2 separate regions of the Arachis hypogaea genome follow, and region 2 is linked to region 1. A link is a contact called in public Hi-C data. All regions are on one chromosome and are shown on one strand. The core of a region is the stretch at or near the end of the contact, and the rest is flanking DNA. Distances in the headings are between cores, read along the strand shown.

Region 1 (4,376 bases), core at 696-3,195:
CACGTATGCCCATTACATAAATCTCTTACCTGGATAACATCTTTGGGAGAAATCTGAGTCCAACAGACCACAAGCACCAAAGGCTAAGAAAAAGACTGGACCACTCACAAAGAAAAGAAGAAAGGATGCAAATGAGGGCAGTGGAGGAAGCAAAAAAAATGAAGTCTACTGGAGTCTTAAAGAGACAACTGAAGCCCTTTACTTGAAGATATTGCCTACAGAAGGGGCACACAAAGAGGGGTTGCCCAAAAAAGAGAGCAGCTGATGTTGCTGCTGCAGCTACTGCTGCTGCTGCTAAGACTAAATCCAATCCCCAAGAAAATGCAGCATCAGGATCAACTGTTGATCCAAATACTGTCACACCGCCAAGTCAACCTCCTCCAGATCCTGCACCCCAGCCTGTTGATGTGCAAGAAGTTGAGATCGATATTTCTCAACCCAACTTCTCAGTTGCACAAGAGTCTCAAGAGGTAAATCATTTACTCTATCAAACTACATTTCAAATTTTTGTGCACAATCAGTCTCATCTTGGATATTATTTTATTGGAATAGGCACCACCTCAAAGGCCATCCAAGTTGCAGACCAGGAGGAAGTCCTCATCACCATCAGGACTGGTCACCATGGATCCACTGCAAGGAGCAAGCTCAGCCACATCTTTCAGACTGGCCAACTTCTTGAAATTTGTCCCAACACCCGGCTTCAAGCTCCCGAAAAAGAAGAAATGAATGTAGTTGAATTAGGAATCTTTTTGTGAATCATACTCTTGTTTTTTGGCTTCAGTATATGACAGTAGACTAATTGTTATATTTGAAAACATTGTAAGGTTAATGGCACTATCTGTCTTTGTTATTGGTGTATTTTGGATCAAGAACTAGCTTTTAATTAAGTTGGGGAGGTGTCACTGATATGGCAGCTGTTTTGCTTGTTAATACTCATGCTGGAAACTCATTGTTAAGTTAGCATCTTATTATTATAATGACAAATTGTTCTACCTTTAATTATGCTACTAACAGGTTCTTCTTTACAATATTTTTTCCATCATTTTGTTAGATGACAAAAATAGAGTTCTTGGTTTATATTTAGAGCAAGACTACCAACTTCAAACAATTCACAATGACACTTTTTCTTTTGTCTACTTTACAATAACCCTAATCACATTAAAACATAATCATCCTCAAACCTTAAATAACAACATGAAAACAGCAACAAATATTATAAACAGAGCCAACAATAATATGTACAATTTGTGGGTCCTAACTTCAACTTCTAACTTTCCAATTCTCCAGGCCAAATTGACCCTCAGTTCATCAACATTCTCGGTAGCAGTCACCCTTTTATCGATGTCTTCTTCTCCAATGTCAGCCCAAACAAACAAACCACACCACCTTTTTCCACTGACATTGTAGTTAGGACACCCAAAGAATGGCTTGTTAAGGTTAGCCTCTGTTGTGGACCACCGGAGAACAGGGCGGCATCCCCACCCACACCACTCTGGAACACTCGATGCTCTATTGGTTCCTCTGGAGATCCTTCTGCTTGACCGCATGGAATTGTGGCTCCCACTTGCACTCATGATCCTAAACCCAGAAAGTTGCACAGCGAGAAAGAAGACGAAGAACTAGGAAAAGTGGATAAAAGAAGAAGAAGAAGAAGTTAGGACAGAAATCTTGGTTATAAAAGGGGACAAGGACTAAATTGGAGCTAATCAAATTTATTGCCATGTTGCTGGGTCCAGCGTGGCAAGAAATGGCCACGTTACTGACGGCGTTAGTGCTTCGGTGACGAAAATTAGGAGAAGGACTAATGTGGTGCATTTTTTCAAATCTAAAAGACTAATTTAGTACAATTGAGATCTCAATGACTAAATAAGTGCAACTCGTCAATCTCAGGACCAAAGTGGACTTAACTCCAATTTACATACAAATATTTTAGAACCATTTAATGACCGGTCGGTTTTTGAAACTTTTAGAATAAGACGGTTGGTGGAGTTGGACTCTGGAGCACCCGCACCGCTGCTCCGCACGTCAACTCGTCCGCTGCTGCGCTGCATTCGTGACTCTTCTTTTTCTTCTTACGGACCACCGCCATCCGACACTGTCTGACAGCCCTAGGTAGACCATCAATTTCATAGTCTACCACAATCTGACCACTGCTCAACACACTATTTCTTATTGAACCATTATTTGTTAATCAACTTTAGGTATGGAGGATAATAGCAAAGCGAGCGTAGTGAAAAAGCTCCAAGCTGTGAAGCAGAAGAACGGCAAGTCGTACAGTCAGTTAGCGGAGGAAACCGGACTGACCAACGTCTATGTTGCCCAGCTCCTCAAAAGACAAGCTCAGCTCAAACCCCAAACTGCCCCTAAGCTCCGGGCAGCCCTCCCTGACCTGACCGATGATCTTTTGGAAGAGATGATGAGGCCCCCCTTGAGGTCTTATGACCCTCACCTCATCCAAGAACCCACTGTATATAGGTTCTTCTTCTTGCTCCTCACATTTGAGTGCTGTAAATTCTAATTTTAATCATTTTGGTGCATGTGGATATTCTGTAGTTGAATTTTAACTCGAACATGAGGCTGTGATTATGGTATAATTATCCTCTCAAAGTTTAAGCTTTTTCAATTTCACTCTAGACATTTCAGGCTTGGTTTAAGTTCAAAAAATGAATTAATTATGAAACATGGTGTAGAATTGAAACCATTTATCAGTGTCTGAGGATTTATACTTGTATTTTTGTTTTTTAGCCAACATATTCTCTGCATACATTTTAGTTGCTAATAATGTGTCGATAGTCAAAAACCCTTTTAGACTGAGAATGGATAAGGATTAATGCTATTGTCTTCGTTCTCTTTTATTTGTCAGAACGAAATTTGGTAATTCTTGGACCAGTGTACCCGAATATAAATTCAGATAAATTAATTCAAGAATGTACCAGATTAGTGACTGATAAAAGGGGAATGGAGGCAGTGGCATTCAATTATATATGAGCTAATATAAGGTTTGTAAAGATATAGTACCTGCTTCAGCTTTTGAAAATGCTTCTGTTCAGTCAAGGAATGTGACATACTTCATTCCAAAGTGGTTTACATGTACTTTGTGGACCTGTGTTACTCGCTTTTTTGGATTCTAATATTAGGAATGTATTATGCATGATGCATCATATGACTTGCAGTTTTTGGATGCTTAATTTGTCGGGTTACTGATATTCTCTTTCATAGGTTGAATGAAGCTGTTATGCATTTTGGGGAGAGCATTAAAGAAATAATCAATGAAGAGTTTGGTGATGGGATGTAAGTTTTGAATTTTTATTTTTATAAATTTCTCTTGCTTGATCAAATTATATTCTTTTTGTGATGCTTTTTTATATTGATAATGCTATGCCGCAGTGTCATATATGCTACGCCATTCAATTTTACAGCTTATTGTTTAAAAAGAGGATATTAGGTCTAAGGAATTCTCTAAATTATTGTCAAGACTGGTCCTTATTGAAAATTGAAACTAACTCTTGCCGCTGAAATCAATTTTGATTTTCTTATAGTGCAATAGGCTATGTATGTTATATATATTCTTAAGTTACAAATAAAAATGTGCGCTAAATATGTTGAGGCTTATTGAAACATGGTTTCTATGTTAGAGAGAATATTCAACTGATAATACATTATGTATTGATATTCATATGCTTGTGGTTATGCCATTTTCAATCAGGGTTGGGACATTTTTCTATCCTTGTTTTCAATGTGAAGCGTCCAAATTATTAATCATTGTTAACTGATGATTTAAATTAATAATTCAAAGTGCTGATGTAATATACTCTGAAATCAGGATTTTGGAATTTTAGGATTCTTTATATAATACCAATGCAGGATTTTATACTTTTTATGTAGTTGCTAACCAGTCTTTAGGTATCATATTTGATGCTTTTGTCTTCTTTGGAACCACCAGAGGCACCTGTGTTTCTGGAGAAGAAATATCTGAGTGATTATCAATGTCATAAATCTCAATGAATGAATCATTTCCAAAACCTTTTGGATGGTAAAACCAAAAGATCCAGAGATCCTGTATTCTGAAGCCAAGGGGAATATTGTATTGTAAGAAGGTTTAATGAATTGTGTTTATTAATAATGTCTTGTCAGGAGGATTTCAGACAAGACACCAAGAGACATTCTGGTTTTTCTGAAACTGAGTCCTGGTTAACGACTCTGTTATTGAAACCTTGATCTTATGCATGTTACAACCCGATGCTTATGAATGATTTTCGGACGAGGGAGCTAAACCTCACAAGGCTCAACCACACAGATACATTGTCTCTTTCTCCTAGAATATCAGGTTATTGTTTTGTTCTGGATGTCCATTCATATGTTCTTAAACATATCTT
Region 2 (4,236 bases), core at 612-3,111, 250 kb before region 1:
GATATATAAATGGCGATGATGATGATAAGTATCCTGCTAAGGTCCCAATTATTTGCTCAATGCCACAATCTAAGAAAGAAAAAGGAAATAAAAGAAGATAAATAGATAATATAAACGAAAGTCAAATGCCTAATGTTTGTTAATCATGGTTATCAGAGAATAAAGATACAGCTGATAGGAATACTGAGAATCAGAAAACATATTAAAATAGTGAAAGGATGATTAAACAAGTGAAGTTTACCCTTAAGATGGTTATGCCACCTACTAGTAACTACTTTACAAGATATAACACACACACTACAATGTCTCTAATAATGGCAGATAATTCCAATTAAATTAAGATTGATCATGCCTATAGTTTCAGCTTTCTAAATTGTTAATATATCACTCACCCACATCATAACTGCTCTCAACTCAATCCTTTTGTTTCCACTTAGCATATCAAGATCATGATTATTTGCCTGAGCTCATCACATAACTGTGCTCTTCCTCCATATTCCAAGACAGACTCAAGCAGAATTTGCAAGCCCCTGTACCTGCATCAAGAAAATGATATTCCTTAACATTTCAGGTTATAATGTATAGGGATTCTATATCAAAAGAATTTAGTTAGTAGTCAGTATGCATCGCATGTTTCGAGTGTTCCTTTGCAGCACAAGCTTCAAAACCTGCATGGGTTACATCTAACCACAGACATCAAGCTGAAAAGAAAATCAAAAGAGAATTAAAACATATAAACATGTGAAAAACTATATCAGATTTCACCAGATAACCTACCGACAACCTTGTTCATATGATTGTTCATATGAGGAACTGGAGGGAACCTGAACTTACAAAACTCGGTGTCTATCATAACCCTAGAAGTTAAATAATACAATTCAGGACAGTAGCATTATTAATGAGTACACTAATACTATAATATGGCTGCCTTGAGAATACAGATAAAGTAGAAACTTGAATACATTTCCCGAGTATACATCATTCGGGTCAATAATCAAATTCAAGCATTCTAAAATGCCAGAACACATCCTTTTGTCAGTTTTCAAAGTCTGACTCTCAATAAGGTTAACCCAAAACTGAAACCAAAGTCAATTCATGTGCCATTAACTAGTGCATAGATACTGCTCAAATCCCCATTCAACAGTCAAGCAAAGCTACCTCAAATACTGCATTACATTAATGCTAGAAATATAAGTAAGTACTTCCTACAGCACATGGGGACACATCAAGTCCACCAAATACGATCAAGTTCTGTTATCGATAGAAAAAGTAAAAAAGCAATTTCAAAAGGATAAGAGAAAATGAGTCAAATGACAGAGTCTTCTTAGTTGAATAATAGATATCTAGCTCATATCCATGCCATCTCCAACTTGGCTGCAGATAGGACTGACAGCAGAGAAGGATCTCTCGAAAGGAGACGGGTGGAATTGTGCATCACGTCTCCGCTTACAACCACAGCTATCAGCAAGCGAATTCTCTGCATCAAGCTTTCTGCGAACACCTCTCACAGCTTGTTCCTCTTCTTGCGAAAGGGGGAAAATTTTGCCACTTGCTAGGCAAAGAGAGCTATGATTATCATACAGAATTCTCTGGTTACAGTTTTTATCACAGATGTGAGTCAGCCCTGTTAGCTTGCAGCGGTACATGTTCCCGCAAACATTTTCATTTTGACATTTCCAGTCACATTTGTGAACAGGAACAGGACCATCTTGGCCCAAAATACTTGACAGATAAATAACATTTGCAGGAGCTGCAACCATAGATTTGCCATATACCTCCATTCTTTCGATCGAAAATCCAAACAGCAACTTCTAAGATTCCAATCTAATACACGCCAACTTCAAGGCCTTTCCCAAATCGTCTGCAGCCCCACCACAACAAAACAGAATGGAGTCAAACTCAACATAAACTGCCCTTTCTGTCTTTAAAGAATATAACAACGACTGCATTCTTCTTGATTCACAAACTAATTTTGCTTATAACCTTTCTCGCAAACAATGAACTAATTTCACACTCTTATGTAACTATTCATTCCCTTTCAGGAAAAAGAAAATAAGGGTTCTATCACATGGAATATTAAAAACTGCTTCAATAAATTCGACTTTAATCATTGAATGCAACCTATACAAAACATTAACAAGCTTTTGACAAACCATACAAATAGGGTCACACAAATAGCCACATCTATCAGACCTAAACCATGGAGAATTCAAATTTCAAAAACAATACGATATGAAAATTGACACAGCCACTGCAATAATAAATAAATAAACAATAAAATAGTAATTATTCATTAGTGAAAACCTAACCAACACTACCGTTTTTGTCCACAAAACCCCAGGATAATAATTCCCACAACAATTCATGGCAAAATTCAAAAAACACATAAGCATTACAACTATAAATTTATGCTATTTAGGATCACAAGTGAACCAAACACACAGAAAAGCCAAAAAAATAAAAAAGAAAAAAAAAAGCCAAAAAAATAAACTCACACGCTCTTCAACGAAAATCAATCTTCCGAGTTTTCTTCCTCCTCAGTACCTACAAAACAACGATAGAAAACACAAACCAAAACCACAAAAACAAACAAAAAAAATTAATGAAAAAACAAAAAAACCTAACTCTCTCTCTCTAGGAAAGTCACTCTCTCTCTAGTTGAAACTAAAAGAAAAGGAAAAAGAAAGCGAGGAATGAAGCACAAAGCGTGGAGTATTTATAGAAAAACCGGACTGTGATGGTGGACACTGCACTTGGAAAGAGAGTACGGACAAAACCAAAAAACGATCATAACAAACGCAAATGAACGCCAAATTTCGGGCAAATTGCGGTCCAAATGCAACCCGTTTCGGGTCGGGTGATGACAAGTGTCAGAATCAGCAACCATGTTTCACCTACAATTTTGGATGAACTATCGGATCACAACTCCAACTTTCTTTCTCAACCCATCACCCCTTTTTCACTTCTAATGCTTCTACGATGAGATGGACAAAAGTATACAAAAAAAAATATTTTTAAGATCATAAAAATACATATAATAGAATCAAAATTTTAATGTATACATCAAAAATGGTTAATAATAGACAAAATTAATCTATTATTTGAGGAGTTATATTTTTATTTAGTTTAGTGTATATGTGGTCTATTTGACACTCTTTAGTCTTTATTATTATTATTATTATCATTATTTTCAATAGTTGAGATGGAAATTAACCATTTTTTTTGAGAAAATATTTAGTTTGGTCCCTCAAATTACACTCAAATTTCAATTTAGTCTTTAAAGTTTCAATTGTTTTAATTACACTCAAACCTCAATTTAGTCTTTGAAGTTTCAATTGTCTTATTTTCAAAGTTTAATCATATTAGTCTCTTCGGTGGTTTCTGTCACAAAGTCAATTGAAAAGTTTAGAGACTAAATTGAGGCAATTGAAATTTCAAGGACTAAATTGAGGTTCGAGTATAATTTTAGAGACCAAATTAAGTATTTTTTCAAATATTTTTTAAAAAATATTTATTTGTTGTGTCTTTGTTGAGTTAAGAAATTAACTAAATTAATTAGTGATGACAAACATTATTTTTGGAAAAATAAATAATTAGTATTGATTAATTAATAAGTATATGTTACTAATTATTTATTGTTGCAGGCCAAATCCAATTCCATAGCCCAAATGGAATGAAAAGCAAATAGAAAAGAATGGTGGGCTGAAAACAAAATAGGAGCCCAAGGAAAAGAAAAGAAAGAAGTCAGATGGGTTGCTCAAATGAATACCCGAACCAAACCCAGCTTAATTTCAATTTCCTCCATATTGCTCCAACCAAAGCAACGTTCCCCTCTCTTTTGTCATAGTCAAATCAGAGCTTCAGAAAAGTAAGAAAGAGAAAGAGAGAGAGCTTCCTCCCTAAGCAAATCACCAAAGAAGCAAGAGAGAGAAGGATTAAGCTTGAAACACAGAAGTCTAATCAGAAAATCCAAACCAAATCAAGCTTAGGTTAAAGGTAACACATCTCATCTTGCATGCATCAGATCTTCTTCTCTTCTTCCCAACTCTCTGCTCTATCCGAAAATGGCGTTCAAGGGAAAGTTGTTCTCTGCCCTATTCTGCTGTACATCTACGGTCACAAGTGATACTTGGAGACCAAGTAGTTTCTCAATGGCTAAGATCAAGTTGACCATGGGAAGATTTCTATGGTTACTGCTTTATGGCTTTCGGTCAAGATGAGGAAGTCAGAAGAAGA

What was found. A called contact is a pair of places that touch in the nucleus more often than the background predicts.
Region 2: a Hi-C map of leaf shows a contact between it and region 1, with 2.1 times the contacts expected there. The contact joins the promoter of LOC112767402 here to the promoter of LOC112763523 in region 1. A contact is called at or near these places in 2 of 8 Hi-C or Micro-C datasets (both in leaf).

The regions. Positions count from the first base shown.
Region 1 is chr17:32,122,886-32,127,261 of arahy.Tifrunner.gnm2.J5K5, reverse strand. LOC112763523 (cyanate hydratase) reads left to right here and starts at 1,945. Exons shown (of 5, transcript XM_025809174.2): 1 at 1,945-2,112; 2 at 2,202-2,475; 3 at 3,220-3,291. The coding sequence starts at 2,204.
Region 2 is chr17:32,373,242-32,377,477 of arahy.Tifrunner.gnm2.J5K5, reverse strand. It overlaps LOC112767402 (pathogenesis-related thaumatin-like protein 3.5), which reads right to left and starts at 1,861. Exons shown (of 4, transcript XM_025813263.3): 1 at 393-1,861; 2 at 1-69. It overlaps LOC112767405, which reads right to left and starts at 1,781. Exons shown (of 1, transcript XM_072222691.1): 1 at 1,078-1,781. The coding sequence starts at 1,781. The coding sequence ends at 1,344.